Regions from separate parts of the Mus musculus genome. Here region 1 is linked to region 2. A link is a contact called in public promoter capture Hi-C data. All regions are on one chromosome and are shown on one strand. The core of a region is the stretch at or near the end of the contact, and the rest is flanking DNA. Distances in the headings are between cores, read along the strand shown.

Evidence for each region. Capture Hi-C pulls out chosen DNA fragments and counts their contacts.
Region 1: a contact with region 2 is called in a promoter capture Hi-C map of adipose tissue. The contact joins the promoter of Hspbp1 here to the promoter of Dnaaf3 in region 2. A contact is called at or near these places in 7 of 39 promoter capture datasets (the C10 cell line, the HPC-7 cell line, embryonic stem cells and 4 more), 4 of 484 Hi-C or Micro-C datasets (the G1E-ER4 cell line, bone marrow-derived macrophages, cortical neurons and 1 more), 9 of 115 datasets of contacts at active chromatin or transcription factors (bone marrow-derived macrophages, embryonic stem cells and pancreatic cancer cells) and 4 of 9 other capture datasets (adipose tissue, embryonic stem cells, liver and 1 more).

The regions. Positions count from the first base shown.
Region 1 is chr7:4,680,823-4,686,582 of GRCm38.p6, forward strand. Hspbp1 (HSPA (heat shock 70kDa) binding protein, cytoplasmic cochaperone 1) reads right to left here and starts at 4,159. Exons shown (of 8, transcript NM_001360629.1): 1 at 4,072-4,159; 2 at 3,450-3,744; 3 at 1,022-1,226. The coding sequence starts at 3,653.
Region 2 is chr7:4,528,691-4,534,360 of GRCm38.p6, forward strand. It overlaps Dnaaf3 (dynein, axonemal assembly factor 3), which reads right to left and starts at 3,775. Exons shown (of 12, transcript NM_001033548.3): 1 at 3,688-3,775; 2 at 3,497-3,585; 3 at 3,048-3,190; 4 at 2,084-2,177. The coding sequence starts at 3,581.

The DNA.
Region 1 (5,760 bases), core at 2,909-5,408, 150 kb after region 2:
TTATATATACATACATGCATACATACATATGAATGTGACCTACAGAATGCACCTTGACCATGGATACTTCAATGTCATTGCTTACCCTAGACCTACACGTGTCCGTCCCACTCCTTTGACAGGAGGATGTCTGTCTGTTCTGATCACAGTAGCACCATCCTACCTCAACGTTTGCACTAGCTATTCCTACTGCCTCGAATGCCTTTTGTAAAGCAGGAGTACCCCATGACATACCCTCACTCGGGTGATATACCCCATGACATACCCTCACTCAGGTGATATACCCCATGACATACCATCACTCAGGTGATATACCCCATGATATACCCTCACTCAGGTGATATACCCCATGACATACCCTCACTCAGGTGATATACCCCATGATATACCCTCACTCAGGTGATATACCCCATGACATACCCTCACTCAGGTGATATACCCCATGATATACCCGCACTCAGGTGATATACCCCATGACATACCCTCACTCAGGTGATATATCCCATGATATACCCTCACTCAGGTGATATACCCCATGACATACCCTCACTCAGGTGATATACCCCATGATATACCCTCACTCAGGTGATATACCCCATGACATACCCTCACTCAGGTGATATACCCCATGATATACCCGCACTCAGGTGATATACCCCATGACATACCCTCACTCAGGTGATATACCCCATGATATACCCTCACTCAGGTGATATACCCCATGAAATACCCTCACTCAGGTCTCTGATCAAACACTCTACTTCCAGGCGGCCTCAGATTACCACTCCATCCCAAACCACCTCCCTTCCCTTGAGAGAGTAGCAAGCAAATTAGGGAGTCAACATCAGTCCCAGGACTCCTCGGGAAGTAGCAGAACAAATCTGTCACCACAGGGACTTGGTGGGGTATGAGGAGGGCTTTGTTCCTGGGAGGAGCTGCTGGTTCAATACAGGAGAATTGGGAAAGGGCAGAGCCAGACAGCATGTGGGACAGCCTGGGGAGTACTGAGGGAGGAGGGTACCTGCTGCATTGTCCATGTTCTCGCACAGGTCTGCCAGCAGCTCTAGTGCGCCTTCACGCTCCTGCTGGTCAGTGGCCAGCTCAGCTTCGCCAGCCATTGCGGGTGTGGCCTGGGACAGGACCCGGAGGCAGTTCTTCATCTGCTCCACCTCCTCTCGCTGGCCCCGGAAGGCGGCCGACATGGCTTCCTGCAGCCATTGGCGTCTCTAGGGAAGAAGGGAGAAGGATGGGGGTAGAAGATGTCTCTCAGTGACTGCCCAGGGAGTGACACTAATAGGACAGCCAAATGCAAGGACTGATGGCTCTTTCCATCAACAAGTATCTAGGAGACATCTTGGGGGAAGCACAGGAGTCTCTCATTCTATAGTGCAGTCTGGCTTCCCGCTCACAGCAGCCTTCCTGCCTCAGACTCCCAAGTGCTGGGATTAACAAGCAAGAGCCACCACACTCAGATGTTTACACAGTTTTTACTCATAACTTCTTTTCTAGGTTCTAGGGAGTCAGTCCTGAGACAGACTGATTAGAGAAAAAAAAGTGTTGTTCAGGGTGTGTGCAAGACAAACACAGAGAGAAGCTAGAGGGAAAAAACAAACAAAACAAAACATGTAGTGTGACAGGAGATGGCAATATGACAAGTGCTATAGGGTAAGTAAGATTAAGCACAATGGAGGATCATGGGAGTGGAGGTTGGCCTGTAGAACTTAAACGGGGTCATCTTGGAGGGTCAGATGTCAGCAATGAAATAGGCCAGGGAATAGCCAAGCATATACTAGGAAGAATATTCAAGACAGAGGCAATCACCAGCAAGCCAAGGTGGCTGAAGCAAGGTTAAGTGAGGGAAGAAAAAAGTTGAGGAGAGAGAAACACCCCAGGAAAGGAGCAAGTTGGATCTTACAAACAGATGCAAAGGCCTAGATTCTGCTCTGAATGAAGTGGGTGGAGCTGGGAAGGGAGTTCTCCCGAGGAGAGGCAGAGAGGTGGACTGAGAAGCATAGGAGCAGGGAAAGAGCGCTTACTAGGATTCTAAGTAGTCCATGCAAGAGAAAAGTTTATGGAGCAGGTTTCGGTGGCACATGCTTATAATCCCAGCACGGGGTGGGATGGAGGCAGAAGCAAGTTCAAGAACAACCTCATCTGTGTATCAGTGTGAAATATGGCCAGATCCTGGACTCTGAAGAGAGAACCAACTGTTGAGCTAAGGGAGGAGGGGAGAAAGAGGAGTCAGGCTGATACAGGGGTTCTGTCCTCAGCAACAAGTCCCGCCCATTTCCCAAAAGATGTCAGGTTTGAGGATCAGCTATACAACCGGAGGCTGTGGTGAGCTGGATGGTTCTGTATTGTGACAAAAGTCCTGAGAACTACATGAGGTTTGAATAGTATCCCTGGTCTGCACTTGCTACCAAGTTGGAACAAGAAGGGCTCTCCAGCCATGCCAACTGTCGTCTGGAGAAATTAAAAAAAAAAAAAAAAAAGCCAGAAAAGATAGAGAATGAGGAGAACAAGAGATAACAAAAGAAAGGAGTCCAGAGGAAGACCAGAAACTACACTGTCCCCAAAAGGGCGCTTCAGGAGGACTGAAATGGCTACCATATATCTGTAAGTCCAAGACTTTGGAGGTGGGGCAGGAAGGTCAGGAGGGTAAGGTCATTAAGGCTAGCGTGGTCTGTTTGAGACCGCAATCTCAAAACAGGAAAGAAAAGGGGAAGAAGCTGTAAGGCTTTGAAATCACGCTCCTGGACAAATTTGGGCAAACTATCTCATTGCTCTATGCCTATTTCCACCTTGGCACAACATGACACAACATGTATAAATTATTCTGTAACTTAACTGAATTACTACAATATTCTATGTATCGTAAATGTCAATTAAAAAAAGTTACATGAAAAATTCCTATCAACCTTTAAGACAATTCTGTAAGGTTTTATTATAGCTATTCCAAATTCATTGATTAAAAAAAAAAAATCAGAGGCAAAGAAAGGATGTGAATTGCCCAACCAAGGTCATGGCTGGCAACTGGCAAAACCCAACTACGTTGTGTACGAGTCAGTATAGACTGGAACATCAGAATTGCCTGATAAGACACTATCATTACTATTATCACCATCAATTCAAAAATGAACGAACACTTGAGGATTCGAAAGATTAAATAATATACCCAAGGTCACACTTGTGGAGACAAAGCTGAATCTAGTTCTGCCTGGGTCTAGAGAACCCAGCTTGCTTTTAGACTTTTCACTCATCATGAGACTTCCCAATACAAGGCTGCGATCGGACACTTTACAGCTGACCTTCACCCTATCATGATGCCACATTTAGACTCTAGCTCACCACCCAGGAAGACAACAGCTTGTAGCTCACTAAGCCACTCTCCCCAAGACACTTAGATCCTCAGGACCCTCACCCAACCTTCTTAGGTCCTCATACTTTACCTCCTCGCTCATGGGTTCTGGAGGGGGGTCTGGCTCCTGAGAACCCGCAGTAATAGCCATCTGCAGCAGGCCTTGGAGGTTCCGTGGAGGCCGGGGGTTGCCTGAGCCCCCCGCCGAGGAACCACTGCCCCCTGACGAGCAACCCTGAGAGGCCGGAGGCAACGCAAGAGGGAGGCGACTGCCCCCTGAGCCTTTGTCTGCCATGGACTTTCTGTGAAGGAAGAATGTGTTTAAAGGAAATTGATGGTCACCGCTGAGGCAGCAATGGTGTCCGGATGGGTCGACTCTTGAAGGTCTGCTGAGAAGGTGGAGTTTTGAAGGTGTTAGGAGTCTTCTCATGATCCCAAACCATTCTGCCTGCAACCACCTTAACCATAGCCCCCTTTCCTTCCTTCATACTAACAGGACCCTTGCCCAAATCCAGATGTCCCTCCTTGCTCCCTAGCAACAGGCCCCACCTACTCCCTGGCAACGAGCCCCCCCAAGCTCCCCAGCTTGCGTCCTCGTCTCTTAGCAACCCCACTGCCCCGCCTCCATGGCAACAAGCCTTCGCTCAGTCTCCTTAGCAACAATTCTCCTCCCGTGTCTTTGAAGAGGGGCGCCCCAATGGGGCTGATCTCACCTTGCCGGGTCTAGAGCTGCCACCACGCCTAAAGATAGACTAGGCTGCACCTGACTCTACTGGGCGCCGCCATCTTTACCGGAAATACGCAGTTCTCACACGGAAGTGCCTCACCCCAAGCTGTTTGCCCAGTTCTAAGCAGCACCTCTTAGCGGATGCGGCACTTAGCTCCGCCTCTGTCGACTAGGCCCCCACCACTTTCTCTTTGTCACGCCCCTACATTTCGCGCTTTTGTTATAAGCCCCGCCCCCTAGCTCCTCTGTTTATCTTAGCAAACAAGGGACTTTCATGGCGAACTCCTCCCCTCCCAGGCATAGGCCCCGCCTATGCCCATATTCCCCGCCTCTTTTCTAGGCCTTTCGGCCTGTCCCAGTCAAGTCCCGCCTCTTAGTACCTGGAACTTCAGCTTGTCCTGTTCGGCCACGCCCCTGCGTAGGCCACGCCCCTTCTCTGCTGCTGCTGCTGCTGCTGCTGCTGCTGCTGCTGCTCAGACGGTTTTGTTCCTCACTCAACTGATTTTAACTGCATTTGCTCCTAGAGTCTCGGGATATCTCCCCTAATATCCCACCTTTGTAACCTGAGACTCGGGCTCACTTTTTTCTAGGCCTCAGTTTCCCCATTTATTACCGGTTTCAGTGTGGAATACTCTGTGTGAGTTGTGTGTCTTCATGTGACTATGCATGGTGTGTGGGAAGTCCCATGTCAACATCAGCTGTCTTCCACCTTCGATCTTCCAATCATTTTAAAAATATTTTTAGAGTTACTTATTTATTTATTTATTTATTTATTTATTTATTTATTGGGTTTTTCGAGACAGGGTTTCTCTGTGTAGTCCTGGCTGTCCTGAAACTCACTTTGTAGACCAGGCTGGCCTCGAACTCAGAAATCTGCCTGCCTCTGTCTCCCGAGTGCTGGGATTAAAGGTGTGGGCCACCACTGCCCGGCTAGATTTTATTTTTAAAGATTGTTTTTAATTATGTAGTAGGGGAGGAGGCAGATGCCTGTAAATGCAGGTTTCTATGGGGCCAGAGACAAAGGACAAACTAAAGCTGTAGTTACAGGCAGTTATGAGACAACCAATATATATATATATATGGGTGCTAGGAACCAAGCTCAGGCTCTTTGCAAGAACAGTAAGTACTCTTAATGACAAGCTATCTCTTCAGCCTCTTAAATTATTGTTGTTCTTTTAATTTTTTTGTAGACTTACCTATTTACTTGTGTACAAATAGTTTGTGGTTGGTTAGTTTTTGTTTTGTTTTTTGAGACAGTGTTTTACGGTATAGCCTTGGCTGTCCTGGAAGTTACTCTGTAGACCATGCTGTCCTCAAACTCACAGAGATCCACTTTCCTCTGCCACCTGAGTGCTGGGATTAAAGGCGTGTGCCACCACTGACCCTGAACATTTTGCCTGCATGTATGTGCGTGCACTGTATGCTTGCTTGATGGATTGCCAGGAACTGGAGTTACAGATGGTTGTGAGCCATCATAATTGGGTGCTAGGAGTTGAACCTGAGTCTTCAGCAAGAGCAATAAAGCAACAAGAGTTCCTAATCATTGAAATATCTCTCATTGAACTCTCTCTCCGTCCCACCCCACCCCTCTTTTGTTTTTTGTTTTGGAGATGGTTCCTTATTTTGGTGTTTTGTTTTGGGGAGGCTCTCAGTATGTAGCCTGGGCAGGCCTGCA
Region 2 (5,670 bases), core at 2,525-5,024:
TCTCAAAAACAAACAAACAAAAAGGATGAAACCAAAGGGACTTCCATGTGCTGGGCTCATTCTACCAAATGAGCTATTTGTGTGTGGGGTGTGTGTGGGGTGTGTGTGTGGTGTGTGTGTGTGTGTGTGTGTGTGTGTGTGTGTGTGTGTGTATTTGTTAGAATTTTACAAATCTTACAGAAGAGAGCTACAGATAAACTAAGTTCGAGTTGTTTAAGAACAATATATTCTCAATGCCCTGAGCTACAAGTGGCAATGACCAACTATACTAACAATAAAAACAACACCATTGCTTAGAGCAACTTGTGTCTATAATCTCCCATTGTGGAGCCTGAGACAGGAGGATTCCCAAAAGTCCAAGCCAGCCTGATCTACAACAATATATCTCTGTCTTAACTCCCCAGTGCCTCTCACCCCTAAAAATTTTATTCAGATGTACTAAGCTGTACTGAGTTATGGGACCTGGGGGCCAGAGGGCAAGGGTTAAAGGTACCTGCAACCAAGTTTGATGATGAACTGAGTTTGAACTTTGGAATGAATACAAGTGGTGGAAGAAGAGAACTGAGCTGGTGTTATAAGCCAAACACTACACATTTTTCTATAGAATCCTCGAATGGAGTCCTATTGGTGGGGGATGGCAAGATGGCTCTGTGGGTAAGAATGCCTGCTGCCAAGTCTAAGGATCTGTCCTTGAGACTCATACGGTAGAAGGAGGGAACCAACTCCCGTGAGTTGTCCTCTGACCTCCACTTGTAATCCGTGGCTCGCACATGCACTCACTAAATAAATATATATTAAGGCCCACATTAGTGGAATCTGCATTTTGCAAAGGATGACATAGGAAATAAAAACTGAAGATCTCTCTCCTCTCTCTCTCTCTCTCTCTCTCTCCCCCCCCTCTCTCTCTCTGCCTTTTACATTTTATTTATTGTGTGTGTTCCTATTATAACACATGTGTGGGTATCAGATGATGACCTTCAGGGGACAGTTCTCTTATAGTCCCAGAGATTAAGTCCGGATCATCAAGCTTGATCGAAGGCACCTTTACCAGCTGAGCCATCTTCACAGACTCCATTTGTTTGTTTTTTGAAATGGCATGTGATACACCCCACAAAACCTAAAACTGTGTAGCTAAGGACAACCTGAATTTCTGAACCTCTTGGCCACCTCCCTAGAGCTGTGACCTTGTGCCACCCTACCTGGGGCTTTGTGCACACTAGCGCTCTACTAGCTGAGCTACGTTTTCAAAGGTTTATTTATTTTGTATTTTTGAGACAGGGTTTCACTATGAACCCTGGTTGGCCTGGATCTCACTATGTAGACCAGGCTGGCCTTGAACGCTTTGAAACCCACCTGCCTCTGTCCCTGGAGTGCTGGGGTTAAAGGTGTGCACTACCAGGTCCATCCCATCTCCAAAGCTTTAAATCACACCATTGGAAGGCCAGTATCTTTGGGGGTGGGAGCTTTGAATTTGAATGCTAGAGTCTTTTGTTTCATTCATTCATTCATTCATTCATTCATTCATTCATTTTGAGACAGGGTTTCTCTGTGTAACCCTGGCTGTCCTGGAACTCAGAAATCTGCCTGCCTCTGTTACCTCCTTCCAGCCCAGCAAGGCTGGCTGTGACCATCCACCACCGCCTGAGCGGAGCCACCTGCTGTGCTGCTCCTTTGATGTGCCACTACCTGCCTGAGGCTCAACCTGCCAGAGGCCTGAACCGGTTCTCTTCCAAGAATCTTCCAGAGTTAACACCGAACTGCGATCTTTGCGAGTTCCCACTAAAAGGCTGACCTATCTACTTCAAAGGAACTTTGCTTGGCCAGGGACGGGCCTCCCCTTTTCTTTATAAAGCGTGTTTGCTGACATTAAAATTGAACCTTGAGCAGAAAGCTTGTCTTGGTTCCTTCCTTATCTCGCGCAGCCTAGCCCTTCTTCTCTTCCAGGTTTCCAACATGCCTTTCCAGCCTAGGACCCAAAACATGTGGTCGGCTGGCCGGACACAACATGCCTCTGCCTTCCAAGTGCTGGGATTATAGACATACCCACCTCCCTGGCTGAATGCTAGAGTCTTAAGCAACTGACCTTGGAGCCCCATCTTCTCAGGTTCCTCTAGGGCTAGACTGAAGATCAGCATGTGTCGGGCTACCGCTTCCAGATTATTCTCCAGCACATAAAACTGCACGAGTGACAGACAAGACAATTCTGCAGACCTAGGAGCCCAGAACACCAGCCTCCCCCAACACCCCTGTATGGAGATGGAACCCAACCAGGGACCTTGTAAAAGTTAGAGCAGCACTCCACCACTGAACTCCATTCCCAGCACATCCCCCCCCCCCCCTGTTTTTCTTTCTATTGTGAGGCATAGTCTCATTAGGTCGCCCTTGAACTCTCTGTTGCCCAGGATGGCCTTGAACTTACGATGCTTCTCCTGCCTCAGCCTCCGGAGCAACTATGATTACAGGCTTTAACCACTAGATCCAGCTTGCTAGGTCTCTCTCTTAAGCCATAAGTCTAGATTCGAGATCACCCCTCACACCACTCCTGGAGACCTGATTTTTTGTTTTGTTTTGTTTTTGGTTTTGTTTCGTTTTGTTTTGTTTTGTTTTGTTTTTTTGAGTCAGGGTTTCTCTGTGTAGCCCTAGCTGTCCTGGAACTCACTCTGGAGACCTGATTTTTTGGGGTTTGTTTGTTTGTTTGTTTGTTTTGAGACAGGGTTTCTCTGTGTAACTCTGGCTGTCCTGGAACTCACTCTGGAGACTAGGCTGGCCTCGAACTCAGAAATCCACCTGCCTCCCAAGTGCTGGGATTAAAGGCATATGCCACCACTGCCCGGCTGGAGACCTGATTCTTGGGCTCTCGCTCTTACTGAAGCCCAGGGGCCTCAAATCCCAGGACCTTACTTCCCTAGGACAAGGTCTGAGACTCTTCAGATCCACAGCCTAACCTCTAGGACCTGGAAACTTTCATTGCAATCCTCTCTTCTCTCAAAGGCTCAGGAATCGGCCGTTCATTCCACTCCAACCAGGATCCCAGAATCCCAACTCACATTGAAGCTCCTGAGAGGCCAGAGCGCTGCCCTGGCCAGGGTCCGCAGCATGTGTCTACCATCCACAGAACCTAACAGCAGGGCATCCAGTTCTGGGACCTTGCGCTCTGTTTTCGACTGTGAATCTGGGTCTACAGGAGGACCTGGCAAGACGATAGCAGGCAGAGTCGACTGCTCGTCTCTCCTGCAGTTAGCTAACTTTAGAAGTTAAGAAACCAGCAGGCTTGATACGCCGAGCCTGGATTCCAAAAAACAGCGATACCTTTGCCTTATAGCACTCAGTATTAACCCTTCTCCCCAAGCCAGTTAATTTAGGGAACGTTGGTATACACATCCCATCAGCATCCCCTACCACAGACACAAGTGCTGTGGGCTGTGAGCACAGTCCACAGTTGTAGTAGGAAAGGCACCTCTGTCTAAGACCGTGTGTGGTCTTAGGGTAGACTCACTTTCTGCCTGTAGGTCCAGCGCCGGGGACAGACCCCACCAGGACACACTACCATAACCGGTGCCCGAGCCCGCAGGCGTGGTCATCGCTCTGTGGGACAGGAGTCCGGGGAATTCCACATTTGTCCATCTCATCCCTCCCTTTCTCGCTGCCCCGCTTCTTACCCCTTCGCCTCCACGTTAATCCCCTCACCTTTATTCTTCAAAATATCCGTAGGTAGGGTCCTGTGCTGAGCTCCTGGAAGCCACCACAACAGTTTCCCAGAGGCTTCGCCCACTCTGAGTCATCACCCAATGGGAGCAGGTGGTTTTGCATTATTGCTATCAACTGACCAATTAACGTGAAAAGGTGCCGCTCGCTATGAACTTTTGACCAATAGAAGCTCCGGGAGATGGCTGCGGTGTGGTCTGAAACTGGACACCGGACGCGGTTGTCATAACGACAGCCGGACCAGAGTAGGGTGCCTGCTTTCTGGATCCGTCCTCCAAATTTCTAGGAAAGGGAGGATCTACCTTGCTGCTTCAAATTAAATCAGAACTGAACGAAATGTCTTCCCTGTTTGTCTTTCTTTTCTTTTTCTTTCTTTTCTCTCTCTCTCTCTCTCTCTCTCTCTCTCTCTCTCTCTCTCTCTCTCTCTCTCTCTCTCTCTCTTTCTCTCTCTCTCTCTCCTTCCTTCCTTTCTTCCTTTTTCTTCTTTCCTCCTCCTCTTCCTTCTTCTCCCCCTCCCCTCCTCCTCTCCTCCCCTCTTCTTCTTTTCCCTCCTCTTCTTCTTTTTGAGCCAGAGTCCCTCTTTATTCGAGTTACTCCGAACTCGCAGCAGTCCTCCTGGCCTTGGTTTAAATATTGTGAGCCACCACTCCTGGATTCTAATGAAATCTCTGTGAATCCAAATTATAACAGGAAGCCAAGACATGCCTTCACATCTCTGTTTTGTTCTTTTGTTTTTGTTTCTTTTACACCTGGGCTCTTGTCTGAATACAGGCCTCACTAGGTGAAAAACAGGACCTTGCTCAGTAGATTTTTCTAGAATATATGATCAGGCTATTACTCACAGTCATTACTCAATAATACATCTTTAGCAGGCACCATGGCACAGACCTGTAATACCAACATTCTGAAGTAGGAAAATCAGTGGTTCAAGACCAGTTTGCCATATCTTATTCTAGCCCAGCAAAGGCTACCGCACTGTATAAAAGCTAAAAAAAAAAAAAAAAAAAATCCTCCCTCCTGGAGCTGGGAGCTGGAGAAAGGTTCAGCAGTTAAAGGTGCTTTCTGTTGGAAGGCAGAGGCAGGCGGATTTCTGAGTTCGAAGCCAGCCTGGTCTACAGAGTGAGTTCCAGGACAGCCAGGGCTACACAGAGAAACCCTGTCTCAAAAAACAAAAACAAAAACAAAAACAAAACAATAAAATAAAATAAAAAATAAAGGTACTTTCTGCTCTCCTAGAGAACGGGAGAGTTCAGTTCTCAGCACCACATCAGAAGGATCATAACGGCCTGTACTTTCAGCCCCAGGGCTCTCATGCCCTCTTCTCACCTCTTTTGGCACCCACAAACACTTGAGTAACACACACACTCACACACAAAGAATAAAATTTTCAAATACAAATTTAGAAATCTTCCTCCTGGGAAGATACCTAACACTGGTCTCTCAGATCATGTTAAGCAATAGAAGAACTTACTAGAATGAAGGACAAAAACTAATCGAGACAATGCTACAGAAACGATACCTTCAGGAATGGCGTGACTGAAACACTGTGTTCCATCCCAGCACCACATCAATCCAGGTGTGATAGTACGAGACTATAATTCAATCCTGTGGGGTGGGGGTCACGGGATAGAAGTAGGTGTAATAGTTCAAGCATCATTATACACAGAGAGAGGGCTGGAGAGCTGGCTCAGCAGTCAAGAGCGCTGGTTGCTCTTCCAGTGGACCTGATTCAGATCCCAACACCCACATGTCAGTCAGCTTTCAACCATCGGTATATAATGCCAGTCCCGGGAAATCTGATGCTCTCTTCTGGCCTCTGAGGATATACATGTAGGTGGTACACAGTATACATGCTGGGGACAGACAGACAGACAGGCAGTCAAAAACTCACACAATAAGGCAAAGAGAAATGTATAGCATAACTTATAACATCATATAATTCCAGACTCACGATGAAGCAGAACA